2 separate regions of the Xenopus tropicalis genome follow, and region 2 is linked to region 1. The links are chromatin contacts, called in public Hi-C maps. All regions are on one chromosome and are shown on one strand. The core of a region is the stretch at or near the end of the contact, and the rest is flanking DNA. Distances in the headings are between cores, read along the strand shown.

Region 1 (6,207 bases), core at 1,228-3,727:
CCACTTTGTTATTTAATAGCTTTGTGTATAGTAAGGTTTGGCCTCTACTCAAGCCCGAGAATAGCTAGCAATCTACTGGTTTAGGGGAAAAGTTATGGAATGTGAAATGCTCCTTATTATGTTATTGTTTATATGAGTAAGAGCATTTATTGTTATACAGGTCTGGGATCTGTTATATGGAAACCCATTATCCAGAAAGCTCTGAATTATGAGAAGCCCATCTCCCACAGAGTTCAATTTAAGCAAATAATTCACATTTTTACAAATGATTTCCTGTTCTCCCTGTAATAATAAAACAGTACCTTGCACTTGATCCAAACTAAGATATAATTAATCCTAATTGGAGGCAAAACAATCCCATTTGGGTTTATTTAACATTTAAATGATTTTAAAAGTGTGGAGATCCAAATTATGGGAAGAGCCTTTACCCAGAAAACCCCAGGTCCCCAGAGATAGCAGGTCTTATACCTGTATAGATATAGGGAATATAATTCTCCTGCTGCTTATGCTGACTTATTGCACATATCTAACTCCCCCCTACTTAACCCCCCCCCCCCCCCCGTTAACCAGCCCTAGAACAGTAAGGAAACAGACCTTCAAAGTTGTCCACAAGAGCTTGCCATCTTGGATCTCGTTAGGCCATCTTTTGAATGTCAGTGCCACTGCAAATGCTACTGGGCTTATTTAGCAATTTTCAAGTTTGTGAATTCGAGTTTGTTTCTGCAAATAGAATAAACTCACATATCGAATGCTCGCTTATTAACAAGGAAAACTCATTTGAATAAAAAACTGGAATACCTAAAATTTTTCTCTTCGATTTTACAAACTCGAAGAACTCAAACAATTTCAGTTTGAAAATATGACTTGACTTTGCCTAGAACATTTCCAATTGACTTGATGGTGAATTTTTACATTTGAGTTTTCGGGTTTTTTGCACTTAGCAGACATTCGAGTTTTTTTAGCACGAAAAAATTCGAACCGTAAAAAATAATGAAACTTGAACGTGAAAAATCTCCCACTAAGTGTTCTCTGGGAAGCTATTGAGAAGCTAAGCGTCAGGTATCATTAGACAGATAATGGGGTTCATCTGTCATTAAAGCTGATGCTACAGGGATGATTACTACTGTATATTCTAATGTAGAATGCACAGACACAATGCTGACATAAAAGGCAAATCTGAGTTTACTAATGAGCCTGGATTGTGACTTTTAGGCTAATGCCTGCACCCGAATGAATGGAATACTCTCGGGTGCAGGCACATGTAGCTGATATCCGCATAATAACGCAAGACTTTGTATTCTCACATGTTTTTATGCGGATATCGGCTACATGTGTCTGCACCTGAGCGTATTCCATTCATTCGAGTGCAGGCACAGGTAGGAGGTGTATGACGGTATTTTCGGCAACCGTTTTTCAGCTTGCCAAAAATATCCGCCATACGCCTGATCTGACATAAGCCTCAGAGCAAAGAGGAAATAGATCCTGTAGGTGCAGCGGAGTCCAATAATGTAGAAGGCACTTATTAATGAGCAATATCAATATACAGGGAGTAATATACCCCCATATTGTAATATAAGGATGCTACAAGTCACTAAGGAGTTCTGTACAAGGCCACACTGAATGTTTTTATACAGGTCACGGGACTCCAAAGTTCTAATATCCTCATATTTTATATATGTTTATAATACACAAATTTCAGTGAGCCAACAAAAATTTCCAAGAGCAAATCAGGGTGTCCCCAGACATGAGTAACTATGGATATATATTGCCTCTTTATGTTGCTGTTGGGCTTGGGACAAAAAGCTCATGTTCTATGAAGTTTGGCTTCTTCCTATTTTGATAGGACAGTGAATGGTTTCCCTGAAGTGCCCAGTCTGACACATATTTTTCTTGCAGTCTCCCTGTCAGGCAAACAAGGCGTCAGTCTAATGTGTGGAGCAGCAGTGCATCAGGGTTTCCATGAGGCAAGTGTAGGCTAGAGTGTAGGCTAGAGTGACAGCTTTCCATCATGTCACTGGTCTGAGCTAGTCAATGCTGTTGTTGTTGGTTTCACTGTGATTCCCGTACTGACACGCTGGCTCCCAAGTGCCTGTCATTGCCCTGGAAGGCAAGCCCTGAGGGAGTGACAGCAGCAAGGGAAACCCTGACACTTACAGGGTAAACCAATGACCTGACGAACTCTTTGCCCCGGAGATAACGTTTGCGCTTCGGCCGCTAGATGGCGCTGACTCTCTTTGAGAAGCGCGGCGGGCTGTGATGATAAAAACCATCGCTTTCTCCCCTCATACAGAAACCAGTCGCTGCTGCTTCACGAACTTTTTTTTTAAGATGATTCATTCTGAGAGAAGTCGCCTTCCGCCTTTGCACGAATCCCATGTAATGGGCACCTCGCTACCTGCCAGAGATTTCTCTCATAACAGCTATTGCATTAAAGAGAATAACAACCCGTGTTCCCTCCCTCATGAGTCTGTGGCAGCCCCCAGTCTCCCCCGGCCATTGCCCCGTCCTGTCAGGGTACTAGCCCCGGATAGTGGCTCTGAGGAGCCGCATTGCACCTTCCCACCACTTTCATGACACATTTCTCTTTATTTCCCCCCCCCCCCCCCAAACGTGCAAAGTGTTTAATGAGGCTCGCCAGCAGACAGCCCGGGGCAGCACTAGCGCCACTCAGTCTTCTCCTCTCTCTCCGCTTCCAGCACAACAAGCCGCTCTACTCCTTTGAAGACAATGCCGACTATGTGTGTGACGTCACCTGGTCACCCGTGCATCCCGCTCTGTTCGCCTGTGTGGATGGGATGGGGCGCTTGGATCTCTGGAACCTCAATAATGACACGGAGGTGAGCCGGGAGGGGACGGGCATTCAGCTACTAAGGGGTTAATGCGGATCACTACGGCACCTAAAGGTGACAGTGTCGCCAGCAATGCATTGTAAGGCAATTAGTTCTGAATGGAATTGGAATGTACCACTACAAACGGGGGGGGGGGGGGGGGGGGGGAGATAGAGTAGGTATACAGCTGGTTAACCATGGCTAGATATTTTGTCATGCATAACAATATGGATAAAGGATGCCGCCCTCCAGCTCTTATTACATATGCAACCTGTGGAGGTTGGTGGAATGCAAGGAGGGTTGTAGTTCGACAACAGCTGGAGGGCTGCAGGTGGAACTTTGCCAATTGCCAATGTTAAGGTTCAGATCAGGGCACCAGCAATGCTTTATTTCCCCTTTACCTCCTAGGGTTGGGAAAGGATCATATGTAATAAAGGCAAAGCTAAGGCCGCTTGCATTTCTCTTTAAACAATAATAATGGTGTTTATAAGGTGCGTGGCAGTGAAGGAGTTAAAGGCATGGAAACTTCTTAGATATTTATTTTACAGATATCTTTTTTACATAATTGCCTTTTTTTATTACATAATAAAATAAGAAATAGCAGACAATAAACTAAGCAGATCACCCCCAACTTGGGACACACATATATATCCATATGTATCTATCTATATATATATATCTATATATATATATCTATATATATATATATATATATATATATATATATATATATATATATACACAGTCTTTTTGGCAGTACAGCACTCTGCTATTCAGTGATTAAGTATGTGGTGCACGTCCTTCATGAGTTCCGACTCTCATGAAAAAATAGACATATTTTTGCAAAAATAGACAGCACACACTGATAAAGTGCAAAAAGGTATATTGTAAAAAATTACATCATATGCTTACTGTACACATATAAGCGACGTTTCGAGCCCGGCCGGGCTCTTCATCAAGGCTCGTGAGTTACTGCTCACGAGCCTTGATGAAGAGCCCGGCCGGGCTCGAAACGTCGCTTATATGTGTACAGTAAGCATATGATGTAATTTTTTACAATATACCTTTTTGCACTTTATCAGTGTGTGCTGTCTATTTTTGCAAAAAAAAAAAAAAAAAAAAAAATATATATATATATATATATATATAGAGTATAAAAAAAGATCAGCAACTCCAGGATTTCTTGTGAAAAATCAAAACATGTATTCAAAGTAGCATAAACAGAAATCCCGGAGTTGCTGATCTTTTTTATACTATATATATATATATATATATATATATATATATATATATATAGTATAAAAAAGATCAGCAACTCCGGGATTTCTGTTTATGCTACTTTGAATACATGTTTTGATTTTTCACAAGAAATCCCGGAGTTGCTGGTCTTTTTTATACTATTGGAACCCTTTACCGAGCACCCAAGGTATGTTATGTAGCGGTGTGCCATCCTTTGTGTATATATATATATATATATATATATATATATATAGGGTCCCTTCCAGGGCCACCGCTCCCTATAAGCAGAGTACTCAGTCTGCATAGGGCACCAACTCCCAGGGGGGCACCATCCCAGCTGCTCCAAAAAAAACCCATTTTTATATATTATAACATACCCCCCAACACTGTCCCACCGGTTTTTATAGTGCATCCCGCTGTCCCAAATAGTTCAATCAATCTATGGGGGCACTTACTATGGGGGCATTGTCTATGGGGGCAATTAGGGGCACTGTGTGTGGGGCCCCTATAGTAGGTGTTCTTTTTTATTATTTTATTTTTACTTCCATAATATTTGGGGGAGGGGGCACAAAAGTAAATTTCTGCTTAGGGCACCTATTTGGCCAGCAGCGGCCCTGTTCCCTTCTGCATGTTGAATTTTATTAGGGTATCCAGGGGTTATTGGTTCGGCTTATACCATATTAAAGGACTGAGTGAGATGTATATTAGGAAGTGTATCGGTACAGCTGATGCTGAACCAGTATGAAGAACATATCCCAGCTTGATTCATGCGCTAATAAAAGAGTTAATGCCAATAATTTACGGGTCAGATGCAAGGTCCCGCATCTAATAACTCCATGACTGCTGTTAGATATCTATATCTATGGACTGCCAGATGTGTATATAGAAACACAGATTGGAACATTGTTCCATAAAATAGTAAAAATATGTTTATCTGAAGGAGGTCTGGGGATATATATACGAGCACCCAAAGCTGGCATCACTGCCTTTACTATGTAATTCCCACCTGTCTGGAAGGGCAGCACTGGGGCTGCTGGTCTGAGTTCCTAATTATCAGTATCACAGGCAGCCAGTACTGAGTTGGGCTCCCAGCCACATAGGCAAGAAAGGAGCCAGTAAACTAGGACCAGATTCACTTCATTCCAGTTATTAGCAGTCACCTTAACTCTTTGGAGAGAGGCCTTGAATAGAATAAAGGTTTTTTTTACAACTTTAAACTTTTTCTTTAGGCACTGTTAGTCAGAGTTTGCTCACTTTAAGCAAATTCTATCGATTCAGAGCTAAAGAAAATGTCAATGTATCCTCTGCTTCTATAATGTGTATTTAATGCCAGACAGTCATGCATTAGGTATCAACACTAGGTTCTGCTCCATATATGCAGAAAAATCTAAAAATAAAAATATACATGTAATAGTGTCAGCTTGAAAGCCACCATTGGTTAATGATTGTGCTTTTCATTGCTTGATATGTTTATAAATATGGAATAAAGTATGAAATATTGGAAGTGATGTGCTGAGTAATCCGATTACATGCTTGTCCTCAGTACCGGCTTCCCTGCATTTTGATTTCTGTGGTTAAGGCCTGGTTTACACAGCAGTTTTTTCACCACAATCCAGTTGGTGCAATTAGTGGCACGATTTAGGTATCATTAGTTCACATTGCATAATTTACACACATTGTTTTAACAATGGTTTTGAAAATGCCTGTGCTTCTGTTATTATGCTATAATACTCCATCCTTTCGGTTTCTTATTAGAACTGTTACATGTATCTCACAGCTTCCCCAAACTCCACTTTATTGCAATGGCAACCACAGCTTCAATACACTGGGCTACTACTTGGGGTTTTTCTGTTTTTGTTAGAATAATATGTTGTTATCCTATTTGCAACTCTAAAATAGCATAAAGCAGGCTTTAAATGAACTGCAGCAGTTTACAGCTACACTCTATAAGATGCCATTTTAATGTATATGTAAAGACTTCAGGACCATCGTCCATTATAAATTCCAGTGTCCACTATTAACTGTGCTGGGTCTAATACAGTCCAAAGAACATCCAGCTTTCATTTTTACCTTTAAGTATTAGATGGTAATGTGACCAGTCCCATTAATAAACATACAGTATATATATATTTTTTATTTT
Region 2 (6,207 bases), core at 1,699-4,198, 180 kb after region 1:
GTATTTAATAATATTTTTTTTTTCTTTGGTTTCTATATTCCACAAAAAAAGACCTTGGATGAAAGGTAAGGCAAAGCAAACAGAAGATAAATGAAAGAGTTAAACAGGATGCAATTATGAAAGAAAATCCTCTTATTTTCCAAAGGTTCAAGCAGGACTTTTCCCTAAAGGATGAAATTAAGTTGTTTTAAACTATTACTTTGATTTCACCGATCTGACGAAGGAAAATGCACTGTTATTTGGGTATTGAAGGTTCATCGTTGGAATTGCACTTGGCTCTCTTGTCAGTCATCTTGACAAGCAGACAAGGGGCGACCCTTTGATCATGAGACAGTAAGTACAGCAGCAGCAGAATATCAAGACAGTAGAGTTCATATCCAGGACCTTGAGTTTCAAAACACTCCAGATTATGGGACGAGCAAATTATGTTGAATTGTTTTTTTGTTGGGTCATCGGCATCTGCCATTGATCTCCTTAAGCATAGTTTCTGTTATGAGACTTTGGTTCAACATGAAAGCCATTTATTATCTCCAGCACTGCTATTAAGCGAGAGCCTGACATAATTTGCAGACATAATGAAAATAAAACTGTTCCTTAAGTTGACAAAATTCCAAATCATAATTGACTGCTCAAACATTTATTTTTATTATTATTATTTTTTTCTTTTTTTTCAATATAGTATTTCTGTCAAACATTTGAGGGGTCATTTACAACCACAGTAGCACAGTTGCGGCTTTTCTAATTCTCCCGCAGTCAGTTGTGAATAAAACCCAGTTTATTACTATTATTAAAAGGTACTGCATCAAAATGCTCTCCTTGGCCTTCAGTAGTTCCGCTCAGTCCTTCCTGTCTCCAGTTCTGAATTGCACCTATTGATGGAGAGGAACTCAGAAGCTACCAGCAGCGTCAGGGTTACCTCAGCGTCCTGTGTCAATGAGCGTAACACTTCTGCGTGTAACACACTTCACGCTGAAAACTGGAAATGATGGCATCTGGACATTGGCACAATCTTGTCTGATTTGCAGCAAGTGCAAGCTCAGTTGCATTTATTTTTGACCACTATTGTGTTATGTGCGATGCCCCCTGGTGTGCACAACAGTGAGTGAATTTTGAAAAAAAACCACTGCAGTATGGGAAAAACATGATGGTTGTGTTTGAAATTGCACTTGCAGTCATATATGGCTCTTTATGTTTGTCAGCACAATATTACTGATGTTAGATATACAGAATAATTATTGTAAAGGCATGGGAAGAATTCAAGTATGTTCAGTTTTAGAATAAAAAAAACTCAGGAACCTTGAAAACCAGCGGTACCAAGTTGTATTCCCAAAATACATAGATACAGTGACTAGTATCTATTCACAGCAACTCAAGGCCCAACAATGGTTTGCATGCACTCCAACCCTCGTCCCCTGATATGAATAACTGGGACAGGAGGGTTCTAGTCTGTACTTCTGTCCACTGCTGCTTTTATTTGCAAGACAGTATGGCCCACTAGCTTTGAATGTCTCCATGATGTCAGTACGATATGGTTTGTTTTAGCTCCATATTAACTGAACTAGTTAATTGTTGCAACTGGGCTGTGATCCTGTGAATTGGCCTTTACATCTGTTGTGTCACATCTTCCATTACTCTTAGTAGAAACAAGAGCTGTACAGGTACATTTATAGGGAATATTTTTTCTAACCACACTGGCTCTAAACTATATATAACACCAGGGTATATTTAACGGTAGCCATTTTATTTTAAAAGGGCAAAAATAAACTCATTTTATCAAAATTAAAAATGACATACCTGTATGAATTCATTAAGTGATAAAAACCTAAGCGCCATGCACTTGCAAATCAAGCATAACAGTATAATGGGATACTGCTGTATCAAGCCAAGATATACTGTATGATCCTAAAGCATATATTGTGTAGCCAGGGCCGGAACTAGGGTAGGCAAGGTAGGCAAGTAGTGCTGAGGGTGCAAATTGAAGGTGGCACAATTCAGGGGAAAAATGAACTGCTTATATTGCTTCGTTCTTCTGCATGGAGCAATAGGTATGGGGGGACTAGCAGGAATGGCAGTGGAAATGGCAGAAATGATGGACTCAGCAAGAAGATGGAGAGTGTTAGATTTATATTTGGAAGTACCTGTGGAAGCAGAGAAGGAGCTGGCAGGAAAGAGGGACTGGGTTTGTGAAATTCTGGTGGGGGCCATGGTGAAGATCAGGCAGGGAATGTGGGTGGGCTTGGGTCTGCCAGTGGCGGGTGGCATCCGGTGTGCAAGTTTATTTGAGGGGGCATTGGTTGGCCTGTGTGTAGCCATCAGATCTCTTCCTTCCTAAAGTCCCATAACTTCTCATAGAGTTCCATAACCTGCTTTATTTCTGCCTTTGCCTCAGGAGCTTATGTTAAAGGCTGAAAGCCAAGTGCTAAAGAGAAGAATACAGCAGCTTATAGGGCTATGATCTAAAACAACAATCCATTTTCAGGTCTTTGTGTGTGCAAGTATCCATATGTTGTGCTTTTGCTCCAAAATATACACGTTACTTGTACCAATGCCTTTTGGCGAGTGAGGAAAAAGTCGCGGTCGCATCAAAAGTTGTGATCTTGTCAAAAAAGTTTTACGAATTTTCGGGTGAAGCGAAATGGGACAGATTCGCTCATCACTAGTTACAAAGTAACACCCACATTTGTTCATTTGCCCCAGAGTATCTTTTATGCTTGTGTACATTATGGGATACAGTTACGTCTTGTGTTTTATAACAAACATTGTCATTTGTAATAAGCATCAGAGCTCTGTAACTCCTACTGCAGTTCTGGCACTTGGCTTCGCTTTTAATTACTTTAAATAAGAATGGATGGAATGTAAAGATCAAAGCAATGATTCAGGGTGAAACCTGCTGATGCCGCTTACACCTAGAAATGCAAATGAAGGAAGATCTGAGCTCTGCAAATCTTTTTTTAGGCAAGAGTTAATCCCATACATCTCCATTTAAATGGAAATAAACACAGCGTTTGTTGTTAGTAACATTTTCATTTCAAAATAAAAAGTTTGCCTTGCCTGTATTCCTGTTGGCTTGTGGACTCCAAACAAATTATATGTGACAAAGTCGAGAGGTGTTTTTGTTATTTATTTTTATAGAAATTAAAATCTTTTCTCATTTTTCTTTAACCTGTATTATTGGGTGCGTAGGGGACCTAATGCAAGGACTTCATAATACCTCGTCTTTAGCTCTAAAGTAGAAATTCAAGGCTCTTAGCAAATATCGTGTCAAACTCTGAAGGTTACAGGTGTTTAAAATGCTCTCCCTGTTCATTTTCAGGGTTCAGAATATGTTTACTATTAGCAATGAAGTTAAACAAGGTCTCATTCACAGATAGATGAAACAACAATGTCAAGGGTGGACTCTGGCGAGCTGACAGATTGTTTAATGGAGCAATTTATCAAAATACTTGAAGGAGGTGTTTACCCCCTCAGTACAGATTGGAACGGTTTGTTGGTGAGAAAGGGTTTATTGTTGCTGTTAGCATATTACGTGGCTAATTTTAGATAAACCCATATTTGTCCATTGTACTATTTTTAACTTTCTAAAATTAGTATTAAAACAACAAAATAGTTAGCATTGGTCCTTGACTTGTTCATTATCTGTGCTATTAGCCTGACAGACTAAGTGAGTCTGCCTTAAACATCAATGACAAACGTGTAGAGGTCTGAGAGGTCAATAGCTACCATGATAGGAATACTTTGGTTTCCATTTTCCTCTGAGACCTTTGGATTCAAATGATGACAAGCTAATTACTATGTTTATCCTTAATTAGGCAAACTTTGGTGTTCCTCATTCGGGTAGCTGAGTCTATTTGGTTATCAAACGTTGTCAAAACAAATACTGTTTTTATTAACAAGTGCTATTATGTCTAACAGGAAAGTAAAAACCTAATTCTCCTAGTTTATCAGAAATTAAACTAAATAATTAAGATACATTTTTTTTTAGAAATATGGATAAACCCCTGATATATTCTAATAATAATATAACTGGACTCTGTTTTCATTTGATGAACTGAAGGGGTGTGTGATTGAGTAATATCGTTTCCCTTATCATGTGACCAAGCTCCATCTCCGATTGGCCAGTGGGTGTATGTGAACTTTAATAAAATACAGTTTGATTGTGACTCCGCAGAGATGCTATTGAGACTATGGAGTATGGCTGCGCTCCAACTAAAATCGAGACAGCAAGTCTAGGGCTTAATTCTTGCCGTGACTCATGGATTCCTGTTCTCAGACCCTGGGGTCACTTCCTGGCCCTAATAGCAGCTATTTGAGGAATAAATCTTTGGGGAAACTAACGTTCTACACGCATTTGTACGAGATACATTGCTAGTATTCATTAGTACATTTTAGATCATAATATGCATAAACACCTAGGGGTGCATGTACGAACATGGACTCAATCTGCAGCTAAACAACACTTAGCTTTTATCAGTTTAACAAGGATAGAATTATGAAAGCAACCTTTAATTGGTTTCTATAGGCTACTGCTCTGATGTTTTACACCTGATTCTGTACTATACAGGTATGGGATCCACTATCCGAAGACCCAATATCCAGAGAGCATTCTGGATAACAGGTCCCATACCTATATTTACACTGTAGGCAATAAAATGAAACATTACAGTATACTTGATATATATATATAAATACTCACCTTTGCAATATACCAGCCTTGATGACTTCTTTGACCAGTTATGAAAATCCTTTGAGTGCTGACATTTACTCCATTTGAAGATTTCTCTGCTCTAGCACCAAGGTATAGATATATTTTTTTGGAGTGCTTCCCATTTTGGACTCTGATATATATATATATATATATATATATATATATATATATACAGTGGTGTGAAAAACTATTTGCCCCCTTCCTGATTTCGTATTCTTTTGCATGTTTGTCACACTTAAATGTTTCTGCTCATCAAAAACCGTTAACTATTAGTCAAAGATAACATAATTGAACATAAAATGCAGTTTTTAAATGAAGGTTCACGTTATTAAGGGAAAAAAAAACTCCAAATCTACATGGCCATGTGTGAAAAAGTGATTGCCCCCCTTGTTAAAAAATAACTTAACTGTGGTTTATCAATTTCAATTTTCAATTTCAATATCAATTTCTGTAGTCACCCCCAGGCCTGATTACTGCCACACCTGTTTCAATCAAGAAATCACTTAAATAGGAGCTACCTGACACAGAGAAGTAGACCAAAAGCACCTCAAAAGCTAGACATCATGCCAAGATCCAAAGAAATTCAGGAACAAATGAGAACAAAAGTAATTGAGATCTATCAGTCTGGTAAAGGTTATAAAGCCATTTCTAAAGCTTTGGGACTCCAGCGAACCACAGTGAGAGCCATTATCCACAAATGGCAAAACATGGAACAGTGGTGAACCTTCCCAGGAGTGGCCGGCCGACCAAAATTACCCCAAGAGCGCAGAGACAACTCATCCGAGAGGCCACAAAAGACCCCAGGACAACATCTAAAGAACTGCAGGCTTCACTTGCCTCAATTAAGGTCAGTGTTCACGACTCCACCATAAGAAAGAGACTGGGCAAAAACGGCCTGCATGGCAGATTTCCAAGGCGCAAACCACTTTTAAGCAAAAAGAACATTATGGCTCGTCTCAATTTTGCTAAAAAACATCTCAATGATTGCCAAGACTTTTGGGAAAATACCTTGTGGACCGATGAGACAAAAGTTGAACTTTTTGGAAGGTGCGTGTCCCGTTACATCTGGCGTAAAAGTAACACAGCATTTCAGAAAAAGAACATCATACCAACAGTAAAATATGGTGGTGGTAGTGTGATGGTCTGGGGTTGTTTTGCTGCTTCAGGACCTGGAAGGCTTGCTGTGATAGATGGAACCATGAATTCTACTGTTCTACCAAAAAATCTTGAAGGAGAATGTCCGGCCATCTGTTTGTCAACTCAAGCTGAAGCGATCTTGGGTGCTGCAGCAGGACAATGACCCAAAACACACCAGCAAATCCACCTCTGAATGGCTGAAGAAAAACAAAATGAAGACTTTGGAGTGGCCTAGTCAAAGTCCTGACCTGAATCCTATTGAGATGTTGTGGCATGACCTTAAAAAGGCGGTTCATGCTAGAAAACCCTCAAATAAAGCTGAATTACAACAATTCTGCAAAGATGAGTGGGCCAAAATTCCTCCA

Evidence for each region. A called contact is a pair of places that touch in the nucleus more often than the background predicts.
Region 2: a Hi-C map of gastrula embryo shows a contact between it and region 1, with 2.2 times the contacts expected there. The contact joins two enhancer-like sites. A contact is called at or near these places in 2 of 5 Hi-C or Micro-C datasets (gastrula embryo and neurula embryo).

Annotation. Positions count from the first base shown.
Region 1 is chr6:33,465,449-33,471,655 of UCB_Xtro_10.0, forward strand. dync1i1 (dynein cytoplasmic 1 intermediate chain 1) reads left to right here. Exons shown (of 19, transcript NM_001112911.1): 16 at 2,697-2,837. Among named protein-coding and RNA genes, the nearest start is that of slc25a13, 120 kb to the right of the region's middle. Within about 2 kb of position 2,478, at least 6 of the 11 cell types and tissues checked have an H3K27ac peak or open chromatin away from gene starts, as enhancers often do. A contact at or near this core is called in gastrula embryo, where this site is marked.
Region 2 is chr6:33,647,568-33,653,774 of UCB_Xtro_10.0, forward strand. No RefSeq gene overlaps it. Among named protein-coding and RNA genes, the nearest start is that of slc25a13, 63 kb to the left of the region's middle. Within about 2 kb of position 2,949, at least 2 of the 11 cell types and tissues checked have an H3K27ac peak or open chromatin away from gene starts, as enhancers often do. A contact at or near this core is called in gastrula embryo, where this site is marked.